Regions from separate parts of the Rattus norvegicus genome. Here region 1 is linked to region 2. A link is a contact called in public Hi-C data. All regions are on one chromosome and are shown on one strand. The core of a region is the stretch at or near the end of the contact, and the rest is flanking DNA. Distances in the headings are between cores, read along the strand shown.

Region 1 (6,390 bases), core at 1,921-4,420, 300 kb after region 2:
CTGGCTTATAGTTTTAGAGGTTCAGTCCATTATCATTATGGTGAGAAACACTGCATTATGCAGGATGACTTTGTGCTGGAGGAGCCAAGAGTTCTAAAATTTGATCCAAAGGCAGCCAGGAGGAGACTGTCTTCTGCAGATAGCCAGGAGGAGGGTCTCTTATGCCCTGGGTGGAGCTTAAGCATGGGACTTAAAGCCCACCCCTACAGTGATGGACTTCCTCCAACAAGGCCACACCTCTTAATTGTGCCACTTCCCATGGGCCAAGCATACTCAAACCACCACAATAGAATCACATCATTTTCCCACTGCCTTTCCATCCTCCAACCCCCTCTTATACCTTCCCTTATGCTCTCTTGAAATCATGGCCTTTTTCTTTTTTTTCAGTCGAGGTTGCTAGTGTGTGTGTGTGTGTGTGTGTGTGTGTGTGTGTGTGTGTGTACAACTAGTTCAGTCTATCTAGTGTTACTTGTTTGTTACGTACAAGTAACAGGTAATCATGACTGACCATTTGGTATCGGATAACCAATTAGGGTCCTGATTCTTGGGAAGGATTATGTGTCTATGTACCACATGTGTGAAGTACATGTGTGAAGTACACAAAGAGACAGGCAGAAGGTGTCACATATCCGGACCCTGAAGTTGCAGGCAGTTGTGACTCTCTCTGTAAGTGCTGAGAATTGAACCCAGGTCTTGCACAAGAGCAGTCAGTGACTTTAATAGCCAAGACTTCTCTCCAGTGCTCCACCCTGATTCTTGACAAGTACTTGTGACTGATTTGCACATTTTAGGTTTCACACCTTCTGAATTTCACATATGATGCATTGATCAGCAGAGTTCCTTTTATATCACGATTTCTTGGTAGTAAAAGAAGCTTTAAATCCAGGCATCTTTCTGAGCCCTCATAGTCTCTGGTTTCGAAGCAGAGCCTCATGCAGCCCAGGCTGGTCTAGAACTCACTTTGTAGCTGAGGCTGACCTAGGACTTATTATAAACCTATCTACAAATTCAGTTTTGCATCAGCCTCTGAGTTCTGAGATTCTGCGTGTGTACCACTCTCCATGTCAGGTGAAGTTCCCTTTTATCTTTATGTCTCAACATTATATGTGGTTTCTATCAGTGCTTTAGCTTGGTGCTGAGCAATGGCGGTCCTCCTGAGAGACCTCTCATAGTCTAGGCATAGTCTCATCTGTTCTGACAATCCTTTCGTTGTCTGAAGTCTTGGAACAATGGCATCGAGGTCAGAGCAGGGTCATGGTGGTCTGGCACCTACTTACAATATTTTGCAAGACCTTTTCTGTGTTCCTGCTGGGTCAGGTCTTTGGGCCGTGGAAGGCTCCGAGTTGGTTCTCTATCACACAGTGTGGCAGTGACTTTCCCATCCAGTTCTGAAGGGAAAAGGTACTGAGTATTAAACTGGGTAAGATCACCTAGTGATACCCTCCTTCGTATACAGATCAGGAGACTGTGGCTCCAAGAGGTTCAACAAGTCCCTGGTGTTTGATAGGGAGAGAGGAACAGAACTCAAGCCCCAATCAGGAGGGTGGGAGCCAGATTGCCTGCCTCTCTCGAGTGTCATCAGAGGGTAGGTGGTGCTGGGGAAGTAAGCTGGGAAGATATTGGTTTCTCAGATCCTGGTTAAATTTATGCACAGGTGGGAAGACCCAATGACAGAGGCAGAGCAGCATCTAGAAAACAACACTAGGCTTGGAGCAGGGAGCCCTGACTTCCTTAGTCAGTTACAGCAGCCACAGCTCTTCTCTGGAGTGAGCTGAGCATCCTCATGGCTGCTTTCAGACACAAGGGACCTCACAGAGCCTTTTCTACAATATGCTATGAGCAATGTCTGATGCCCACAGCACAAATCAATCCCTTACCCTCTGCACAGACAAGCAAGCCTTGATGTCCTTTTTAAGTAGCTTGATTTTTCAAAACGATTATGAATTCAGCAAACAAGCCCAGATTAGACTGAGGCCGGGGTTCTCTGTATACCGCTGACAAGCCTTGAGAACAGGGCAGGCCACTGCTCTCTTGGTATTGGATTTCTTTGATTTTCCTTTTTAAGGCTTATTTATTCTTTTTTTAAAATTATGTGTAGGGGTGTGTGTCTGTGTGGGAGTGTGCAGATGGGTGCAGAGGCCTTTTGCAGACCAGACTCATCAGATCCTCTGGAGCTGGAGTTCCAGATGGTTGTGAGCTGCCTGGCATGGGTGCTAAGAACTGAGCCAGGGGGCTGGAGAGATGGCTCAGTGCTTAAGAGCACTGACTGAGGTCTTGATTTTAATTCCCAGCAACCACATGGTGGCTCACAACCATCTGAATGGGATCTGATGCCCTCTTCTGGTGTGGCTGAAGACAGCTGCAGTATACTATTATAAATAAAATAAATAAATCTTAAAAAAGAAAAAGGACTAATCCAGGTGTCTGGAAGAGCAGCCAGGTGTTCTTGTTCTTAACCACTCAGCCATCCCTCTAGTCCCCAGCACTGGGCTTCTTAACTGTGCCTGGGAGAAGCCTGCCCTGTGTTGCCCACAGGTCTTCAGTTAGCCTCTCCTGTGATGATCTCAGAAAGAATTGCTATAAACTATTCTATCACTGTAAGCTATTTTTCCCGAATTTGCCTATGTTAAAACCTGATTTCAGTACCTTCAGTTCCACAGGAGAAAGACAAAGGGGGAGGGGGAGGCTCCTCGGTGCATGCTGGGAGGTGGGGATAACATGCGCTTCGGGGACATGGGTTTATGTGGCCATCGGTTGTGACCTAAATTCAAATCTTTTCTGCAAGGATAGAAATCTAGCATCTTTCCGGAGAGGAGAGGATGGTAGAGGTCATCTACAACACAAAGAGATAAAAAGGAGAGGAAAAACAGAACCAAGCGACGGTGAGGACATCGGACAGCAAATGGCAGTTTGCAGACGACAGGATTCTGTGGATTTTAATAACGTGGACATAAAAGAAGATTTTGTTTGCACACAGGGAGGGGTTCTGCTCTTGCTTTGACAAAGCTCAATGTGGGTCCATTCTAAAGTTATCACTCGATAACTTTAGTGCTTTTTTACTATCGATAAGGTTAATTACTGGTAAACAGCACTATTGCTTCATGATTTCAACAGGTCATTACGGCTTCAGGCAAGAAGGTATAAGAGCTGCAGGAATCTCGCCTGGGACCACTCAAGCTGAAGAAGGCAGGGTTCTCGGAGTCTTGGTTCCAATCAGGTAATCTTCCCTGTAGCGCTGACAGAGGGCTTTCTATGAACGCCTGTTAACTCTTTGCTACCTAGTGGGTCAGAAACGACAAGTCCGTCGCTCTGGCTGGGGAGTTTGTGACAGTAATGTTTGATTTAAATTGTTTATTTTTCCAAATTCATCAATATTAATTGTTGTGCAGGTACGCATGCGTGTATGTGTGCGTGCATGCATGCGCCCTTGCGTGCGTGAAGAGTAGACATTAAGGAACAGCTTTGTGGAGTTGGTGTTTGCTTCCCATCTTTACATGGGTCCCAGGGATGGAACTAGGTCACCAGGCTTGCACAGCAAGCCCCCTTTACCCTCTGAACCCTTTGCTCAGCCCTGGGTTGTGTATTTTCTTTCCGCTCTATTGAAAGAGAGTTAGTTGGCTTTGGCCGCCAGTAGTGCTGGGTTCTGTGGTGGCTGTGGAACTGGTCGCTGTGAAACTTAGGGAAGGTTGATGACCTCCTGAGGGCATTTGCCCTCCTGAGCCATCAGTATTTGAGATTTTATTATTTTTTTTAATCATAGAGCATTGTTAAATAAGAACTCAATAAATTTGTCATTTATCATAGTTATTTTTTTAAGACTACTATTGCTTCGAACTTTGATAAGCATGGCTAAGAATGGCAGGCCTGTGAGTGGCTATGCTAACCTTATACCATAGTAGTAGCTTCTGTTCCTCACAGAAATTCCAACGATTGTAAGGAGAGCATGTGTAGGACAAAGGCAGTTTTAAAAACGGAGCATCACTTCTGTAAAGAGGCCGCTAAGAGATCCAACGAGGCCCAGAGCTCAGCACTTGTTGGCAAACGGGCAGGGACTACGTCGAGGAGGCAGAAAGAAGTAGAGCTTTTGGGGGTCCTGTTGGACACCCAAAATTGTAGGGGTACAATTGTCTGTCTCCCCTCAGAATGGAAAAAAACATAAATGAGAGAAAAATATGAACTGAGACACACCATTAGTGACTTCGCTGGGAGGCTTAAATATACAAAAAAACAGCCTCACAAATCATCAAAAAGAAGAGAACCCAACAAATAGAAAAATGTACAAAGCTATAAACTGATAAATCACAAGAGAAATGTTAAAAAGTATATAATTTTTACTTATATAACTTATAAGTAGATAAAAATTATATCGTTTGTGCTCCACTTCATTGGTAGCTTTTAGATAGGGGCAAAAACGTTCTTTTTAAAAACTGAGTCCACAGCACTTTTTGACAAACTTGAGCATCATGGGATAGGAGGGCAATGGTGTTGAGGTCTACCAAAGGAGTGGGCAGCTAAGTCTTCAGAAGACAGCGGGCTTACTCTGCGAATGCAGCAGGACACATGAGTTCATACCAAACGGAAAAGCAACCAGACAAAGAGCTGCTGCTGCGGCTGCAAGAGCGCTCTCTGCGGCCAGTCTGTGTCCGAGAAGTGGCCTGGTACAAGACAGGGTAATCTGGTTTGTGTAAGACAATACCTCAGTACCTAGGATGCTGTCTGCAGGCGCCTGCCCCAAACTGCTTATCTCTGGGAGATGGATCACTTCATATCTCCTGGTCTGTGTTGATGTTTGAATGATTTTTAAGTTTTTTGATAATGAAAAGAGAGACTAGCAAAGCTTCTTTCTTTTTTCTTTAAGTGATATAAACAAGGCTAAGAGTCAGATTTGGTGAACAGCTGGTGTGTGAGCTAATGACGCCCAGTCGTTGTAATGATGCCCACTTTCTAATCTATAACTGTATTTGGGCCATCTGTTTACCTTCAATGTTAAAAAATTATCTCAGTGCTGGAACCACTTCATTTCATTTTCTGGACTTCAGAAGGCCTAGTATCACCTGGGAGGAAATGTGCCCAGGTCGCCCTCTGCTGACGGCCCTGGAGATAGCCAGGAATTCTGGGTAGTTCGGGAACTCTCTGACCACTCAGGACTTCTCCGACTGCTCTGGCATTGGTCTAGAAGGGTTTGCAGGGAAAAGTAAAATCCCATAGTGTCAGTAATCCTTACACTAAACTTAAGATTGAAAACTTTGCTGTAAAACGTTAATCTACCTGAAAATAGTTTGATGTGGTAGCTAAGTTCCAGTATCCTTCTCGTTGGTTCAAATTGCAGGTCTAGGAGAATCCAGGGGGGAAAAAGGAAAAAGAAAAAGCTGGAATAGGCCGCAAGGACCTTGAAATCAAAGCGTCGAAGTATTGTCTCCATCAAAAGAGGAAGATGGCTTCCAAATGCGTGAGGCTACTCCTTCTGCTGAGCTGGGTAGCTGGCCCTGAAGTCCTGAGTGGTAAGTTCAGTCAGTTATTGGAAGGCAGCCACAGGCGGTGAGCACACAGCACACACAGTATGCTGTCCACTCACCCGCTCAGGAATTCCAGGAAAGAATATCAAGATGAAAATGCAAAATCTTGCGACAGTCAGACAAGAGCCAGTCCAAGATGGTTGGAAGCCACACTTAAGTCAAGGATTGCAGAATCAAGTTTTCGAGTTTGTTGTGAGCAGTGGAGAGCCTGTTTAAAGAACCAGACAGGCCTCAGGCTGTCTGTAGCTCATAGCTATAATCACAATGTCCAAACATTTACACACTGTTGTCTTATTTGAGCATATTACAAAGTCCTGTTTACCAGGGACCGGCAGAGCTATTTGCAGAGAAAGTACACGCATAGGCCAATATAAGGACAGGGAGTGTGCCAGCGAGCTATGAAATCTCCACAGAGAAAGCAGGGCGAGGAAAGGTTGAGTGTGCTGAGAAAAATCACCAGAGTATGTGGAATGGGAAGATATGAAATGTGAGGTCCTCTGAGGTAACTGCTCTGCTGAATCTGTGAGTAAAGCGAGGGCAGAGAGTGACAGGCTTGCCAAAAGTCACACTGACGCCCCAGCTCCTAGGCTTGGTCGCCTCCCATAGTAGCCTGTACCCTCACTGGGAGTTAGAGGTAGCAGGACCTTCAAGCAACCAGCTTTGCTTGTTTGAAAATTAGTTCTGTTGAGAGAAGAGGCCAGCAAAAGATCCACTGAGGCCTAAAAGTTCTTGAATGGACTTTGCCAAGAGGATGAATTAATTCAAGGAAGCTTGGAGAGAGGTGGAGACAGGTGGAACTTTTTGGGCATCGGCTGAAGGCTGTGGTCCCCATAGCCTACCCTCCACTTGGCCTTGTATGATACTCACTGCCCCT
Region 2 (6,168 bases), core at 1,335-3,834:
TTGTGATTCCTAGTGTCAGTTGATAATTGAGTACCTCTTGCGCTTATATTAAGTAATACCACGTTTCTCAATCAGAACCGGTTGGTTAAGTAACTGTACATATTCCAAAGCTGTTGCACGTAGCTTTTGCTACCCCGCCTTAACTCTGGGAACAGCCCCCGCCAGCTTCCTTTGAATCCCAAATGAAAGACACACACACTTGTTCCACTTCATCTTGTCCCTTTGGCACCCTTGCTGGGCACTGCTGTCTGCCGCCTGGAAGAGCGCGCCCTTACCAGTACTCTTAGCTCCGCACCTCTCCACCTGCCCTCAACTTCAGTTGCTCAGTTAGATCTGGTCCCAGCCAAACATCCCTGACCACCCGCCTGCAGGATTAGGAAACAGATTGAAAATTTGGAAGCAGTGAAAAGGAGAATTCTTGGTGTCAGTTGGAATGTTTGTTTTCATAGTTAAGCTATGTGGACGACAACACATCACAAATATTGGGGCAGTCTTTGTGGAAATGCTAAGACTTAACTTACTAGACATTTGTGGGGTTTTGGGGTTTCTATAGAACCTGTGACTATATTTTAATCACAGTTTAGCTTTCATATGTGTTGAAATGCTCAATCTAATAGCTTTGATTTTGTAACAGTCTTTACTCTGTGAAGAATCTTGGAATTAGCAATCACCATGAAAGTATAACTTAGCACTCGGTGTCAGATTAATTGAGCATTTCTGGTTACCTAGTCTTCTTGCATGTGATTTAGACCACTTAGCGTGTAGATAGGGTAATTAAGGGTAGAGAGATGGATCGTAGGTTAAGCGTGCTTGCCGCTCTTGCCGAGAACCCAAATTTGTTTACCAGCACCCACATCTAGTGGCTCACAGTTGTCTGTAACTTTAACACCCCAAGATCCAACGCCCTCTTCTCACTTCTAGGGCATCCTGTACACATAAATAAAAATAAGTAGATCTTTCTTTAAAAAAATGAAACCACAGACAGTTATCAGGTAGTGCTGAGCACTCACTCTGCGTGCCTCGCATGCTCAGGCCCTCCGCCGCACTGAGGCGGGAGAGCTGCTGTTACTAACCTGCTGACACCATCACTCTAAACAGTCGGTGTGCCTACTCAGATTTGGTAACACAATTATTTTATTATTAAACATAGTTTAAACTCCATGGCTTATTTATTCCACCAGTCATGTTCGTTATTTTTATGCCTTAATGTTTTGATAAACTACTTGAGGTCTAATTAAAGTTTCCCGTTTTTATCTTTTCAGCATTGGATTCGAAGGCTAACAATTTGTCCAGTCTATCTAAGAAATACCGCCAGGATGCGAAGTACCTGAACATGCGTTCCACCTACGCCAAGCTTGCAGCAGTAGCCGTGTTCTTCATCATGCTGATAGTGTATGTGCGGTTTTGGTGGCTGTGAGATAGTGAAGCCTCGTCACTAGTAAGGGAGAACCTAGAACCCAGCAGGTGTATGTTTTCAGGAAACTGAGCTCACAGGGCTGTGTGTTAGAACCCAAGTGGAACTTCTGCCTCTAAAGACCTTGCAAGAAAAGACCTGTCCTGAAATGAAAGATGGCGCCTCGTTTAAGGAAGCTTGACCCATGTGGATGTCTCCGGGGCAGAGACCTTCTCTGGGTGCTAAGCCATATGTATTAGGGAACAGTAGGTTGTCTGTTTTGTTTCTTCCCTCCCCAGTACATTTGTGAGACAGCAGAGATGGGGCGGTCTCTCTGATGGAGCCATCAGTGAGATTTAAGGTAGCCAACCCATTCTAGCAGCATCCTGAAATTCTGTCAGAGTTTCCCTTTGGGGAGTCCTAACCTTAATCGACATTCCTTTGTTGGTTACATGTGTGATTAACTTTCAAGTAAGACTCAAAGTATGTGAAGGTTAATTGCTTCGGTGCACAGGTCCTGTGTGTTGGCCGCTGTAGGAAGTTAACTTTTGTTTTTTGTTTTTTTTTCTTTTATATTTTGCTTATTGCACAGTTGCTTTGGAATTAAATCAATTATATTAATATGCCTTGAAATTATATAGTATTGCTTGACTAAAAGGATGAATTTTTTTCTGTCATTTATTCTTTGTTGTTTGTTTTTCTTTTCTTTTTTTGTTTTGTTGAGACAGGGTCTCTTTAGTCTCGGTTGTCCTGGAACTCATGTAGACCAGGCTGGCCTTGAACTTACAGAGGTCCACCTTCCTCGTCGTTCACTCTAACTCTCTCGGGACATTGTTATTTGGGGCTGTTTGGGCTCTGTAGAGTTAGTGTGGCACAGGGTGGTCAGAGGCCCTGCCTTCGGGGAAGAAAGGCCCAGCTTAGACCTCGGCTTTGCCCTGCCCCTTCCTCCCACTCTGTCTGTGCATTCCCATTTCTTGGCTTTCTTTACAACATAACTTGCTTAAACTCATGGTCTCCTGTCCCACAGATAGCCTGTAGGATTTTCACAGACTGCGAGTGTGGTGGTACTGAGCAGGGTAGTTAGTTAGATTTCTTATCTCTGCAGATCAGCTACCCAAACACAAATGCTCACAAAGCTTATGGAGAACATCTCTGAGAGCCAGCCTCATTCCTGAGTCAGCTTATGTAAATTCTGCAGGAATGTTTTAGAGACAGATGGCTCGTGGACAGTGTGACTCCTATAACCAATGAGAGTACATCAGACTTCTTTCCCTTTTTGCTCAGGGATAATGGAGATTTCACCTTTCCCCTTCTGAGGTAGAATTTTTTAAGTGGGAAGAATAGGCCTTTTGGTTATTATCACAAGGGGCTACAATATAACCTATAAGACCTGCACATACTGCAAACATTTCTTTAAATTGTACTGGAAAATGAGCCAACTTCTTACTTAACATCTTTGGAAAGACTTTTGGTAAGCAGTTTTCTAACCCTAGGGATCATCACTGCTGCCCTGTTCCGGGGGGGACAACAGTCTCACTTCCTTATGAGAACCTGGGGGGAAGCTTACTGTATTCCTAATAAGTACAGAACTAGAATAAACGTTCTTCTATTATGAACATAAATCTACCCGTTAGAGTTTTGTGCATGAAATACAAAATGACTTTTTATAGAGAATAACTGCTTTTAAGTCTTTAAAAGGCTTGCTCCGTAAACAATGATGTTGGCAACAGAAACCTTGTAAGACTGCAAACCCTGAGTCGTTGCACCGTAGTGCAAACCTGAGTCGTTGCACCGTAGCGCTTGGTGCCTCTCTGAGAAGGGCGGTGGCAGCTCACTGTCGGGAGTTGCATGCTGCAACTTAGTGGTCAGCGATGAAATAAATGCTTGTAGAACGTTTCCTTCAGTGTGAAGTTTTGTCGTCGAGTTAACTTTTGTCCACATAGACTCTTCTCACCGCATTCTACCTCATCTCAGGGGGCACTGAACTCGGGGAGGGGAAATTGGTGAACAGAGGAACAAGAATGTGGTAAAGGCCGGGGCAGTGGACAAAGGGAAGACACGATGGGCCTCTGGTATGTGTTCTAAGTAGCTGGTATAGGAAACTGAGCAGGGAAACAAGTGGAAAGTATAGCAGTGTGTGGCTGCAGTGAAGGCTTGTTTCCAGAGAAGTGGATTAGCATTCCAGACAAGGATGTGGCATGCGAAGGACATGTAGAAAGAGCTGGCACGCTTGGTTCGTCTGAGCTCAGGGTAAGCAGACAGGAGAACTAGACTGGCATTGCTTCACCTGCTGAGGGGTTGCCCTACACAAAAAGACATATTAGAAGTGTGGAAGTGGAATTGAGCCATAGGGGAGGGGGCAGTAAACAGACCAGTTTCAAGAAAGGTGATCAGAGGTTCCAGATAAGAGGAACTTACTCAAGTATGCTGCCAGCACTCTACAAACAAAGAGATTTGCTCTGAGGTACAAAAGAGTCTCAAACATGGTCCAAAGTCACAGAGCAAAAGGATATCGGAATCAAGATTTGAGCCAGACAGTTTGGCTTCAGGGTTTGGTTTTGACGTTTTAATTTTTCAGGTAAGTATATGAACTGATGGATTTCATCATGGCATCTGCATACATGAATCGCTGTAATTTGTTGTCTCTTGTTCCTCTCCCTTGGGGTGTGTTTTTGTGTACCACCAACCCATCAAATAAAATAAGGACTACAAAGTGTATTTTGAGTTTAGCATGTTTAGAAAGTCATTGTAGAGAGCTGAGCACACAGGCACGATCACTGCAGGTGCAGGATTGACCCACTGCAGGGGAGACCCATTCCTGCCCTCTAGAGCAGCTGTCTTGGTCATTGTGACGCTGAACTTCATTGCCTGTTTTACTAAAATGCCTCATGGTGTCATGTTTTAGAAGTATTTGACACATTGACGCATGCCTGGTTATTTTAATGTCTAACAATGGTTCCTGAGCTTCCCGAGAACTCTTTGTAAAACAGGTGAACGTGTCTTTACTCCAGGAAAGATGTGTCCCATCCATCTCTGGCCAGGCAGGGCCACAGCACTGTTCATGAAATCATGGTGGGCCGTGGTCTTTCAGTTCACTCTAGGTGCATAACACAGAACTCAAAAGTTAGGTGCCCAGAGTCCTTGAAAGCTGCAGTGAGTAGGAGGAGATCTACAGTCTGAACCTTACTCTTCAAAAGCTACTGTGCGCATGAAACAGCCCTGTCAGATATTTTCTTAAATATTCAGAGATCTGGTTCTGGTGAAATAACTTTTATTTTCAGTTTTAGTTACTTAATCACGTCTAAGGAGTTCAAAAATATTTGTAAGTTTTCTTCAAATGCAAGAAACAAAGTAGATGAACCAGGCCAGCAGTTTGGCTTAGTGAGTAAAAACGCTCACCACTAAGACTGCCAACGTGAGTTCAGTCCCTGGACTCTCAAAGTGCAAGGAGTGAGGAGGGACTCCCACATGTCTTCTGACTACACACGTGCAGTGGCACATACATACACATACAATAAACAAATATTTACAAAAATTTACAAAGTTGATACTTTCTGTGCGCATAGGATTTAATAAGACACACAGTAAAACCCTTCACAATTTCGTGAGGCTCAGCAGGATGCAGGAGGTCAGGGCTGTAGAGATGATGCTGTGTGGTAATTGCTTATTAGCCCACCAGACGCCAACTACCCTATGTGATGACGGCTGGTTTTGTATGACTTGGAGGTTGACTAAGCAAGTTGAATCCTCCATCACTCACTGACTGGGTCTCTAGGTGTGGACAAAACATCCCCCCGGTTCTTCCTCATGGTCATCCCCCCGGTTCTTCCTCATGGTCCATTTTAGCCTTTCCTTCCAGCCCACCTCCAGTCCCTTGTGACTCATACCAACCTACAGAGGAGCTGTCTACCTAGGGCCTCACCACCACTACACATGGCTGGAATTCTGGGATTCCACAGCAGCCACCTTTTCCAGGACCCAAAGCAGGCAATACCATCCAAAGACCAGAACATCCAACCAGCAAGGACGAGGACAGACATCTGCCAGGGAACAGCACTTCAGAAGTCAAAACTCCAGCCCAGTACAAAATAATGGAACAAGAGCAGCTAAGACTACGCCTCTCCAGAAGCCGGCAACTGTTAGGCCCCGAGAAGGGGAATTTATTAACCACCACAAACTTTTTTATTTCAAGTGCCATGTTTTAGCTTTGAAGAATTGGAATTCTGACTTTGACTTTGTAACATACACCGAGGTCCTGGGCATTTTACACATCTATTATAATTTCATACCTTTTGTTGTTTGCTTGCCTAAAGTCGCATAGGAAGCTCCTTGAATACTTAGGTAAGAGTCTAGGGCTGCGAGATCACACCATCCTCTCGCTGACCCGGGATGATGCAGGCATGTGTGTCCTCAGTGTTGGGTTCCTGCTAGCACGCTGGTTTTGAAAGCTACATATGTTCACAGTATTCGTTTGCACTCTCTGCCGTCCATCCCTTTGGTCCTGGGATGGCGTTTGCCAGTTTTCACCCCTGGCATGTGTTGCATCTGCGCTCCTTGTCCAGTCTCAGCGTTATTTCAGTATTTTCTGTATCCGATTCACCAGGAAGTTAACAAAGAGAAAAGGAAAGAGTGACTGCCCGGCTCCCTGTGCCCTTGTCCATCCTTGGTCCTCCCCCTCCTATTCCATTTCTTGGTGCTGTTTTTATTGATAGAACTCGGCTGCTGCTTCTGTGAGAGCTTTGAAATTTACCATGCTTTATAGTTACTATTTTTAG

What was found. A called contact is a pair of places that touch in the nucleus more often than the background predicts.
Region 1: a Hi-C map of prefrontal cortex shows a contact between it and region 2, with 8 times the contacts expected there. The contact joins the promoter of Reg4 here to the enhancer-like site in region 2. A contact is called at or near these places in 11 of 12 Hi-C or Micro-C datasets (the Rat2 cell line, Schwann cells, frontal cortex and 6 more) and 1 of 1 datasets of contacts at active chromatin or transcription factors (oligodendrocytes).

Annotation. Positions count from the first base shown.
Region 1 is chr2:188,504,514-188,510,903 of GRCr8, forward strand. It overlaps Reg4 (regenerating family member 4), which reads left to right and starts at 3,171. Exons shown (of 6, transcript NM_001004096.2): 1 at 3,171-3,217; 2 at 5,330-5,501. The coding sequence starts at 5,435.
Region 2 is chr2:188,207,492-188,213,659 of GRCr8, forward strand. It overlaps Sec22b (SEC22 homolog B, vesicle trafficking protein), which reads left to right. Exons shown (of 5, transcript NM_001025686.1): 5 at 1,263-2,074. The coding sequence ends at 1,417. LOC134485662 (a long non-coding RNA gene) reads right to left here. Exons shown (of 2, transcript XR_010063892.1): 2 at 2,327-5,978. Among named protein-coding and RNA genes, the nearest start is that of Sec22b, 22 kb to the left of the region's middle. Within about 2 kb of position 2,585, at least 9 of the 93 cell types and tissues checked have an H3K27ac peak or open chromatin away from gene starts, as enhancers often do. A contact at or near this core is called in prefrontal cortex, where this site is marked.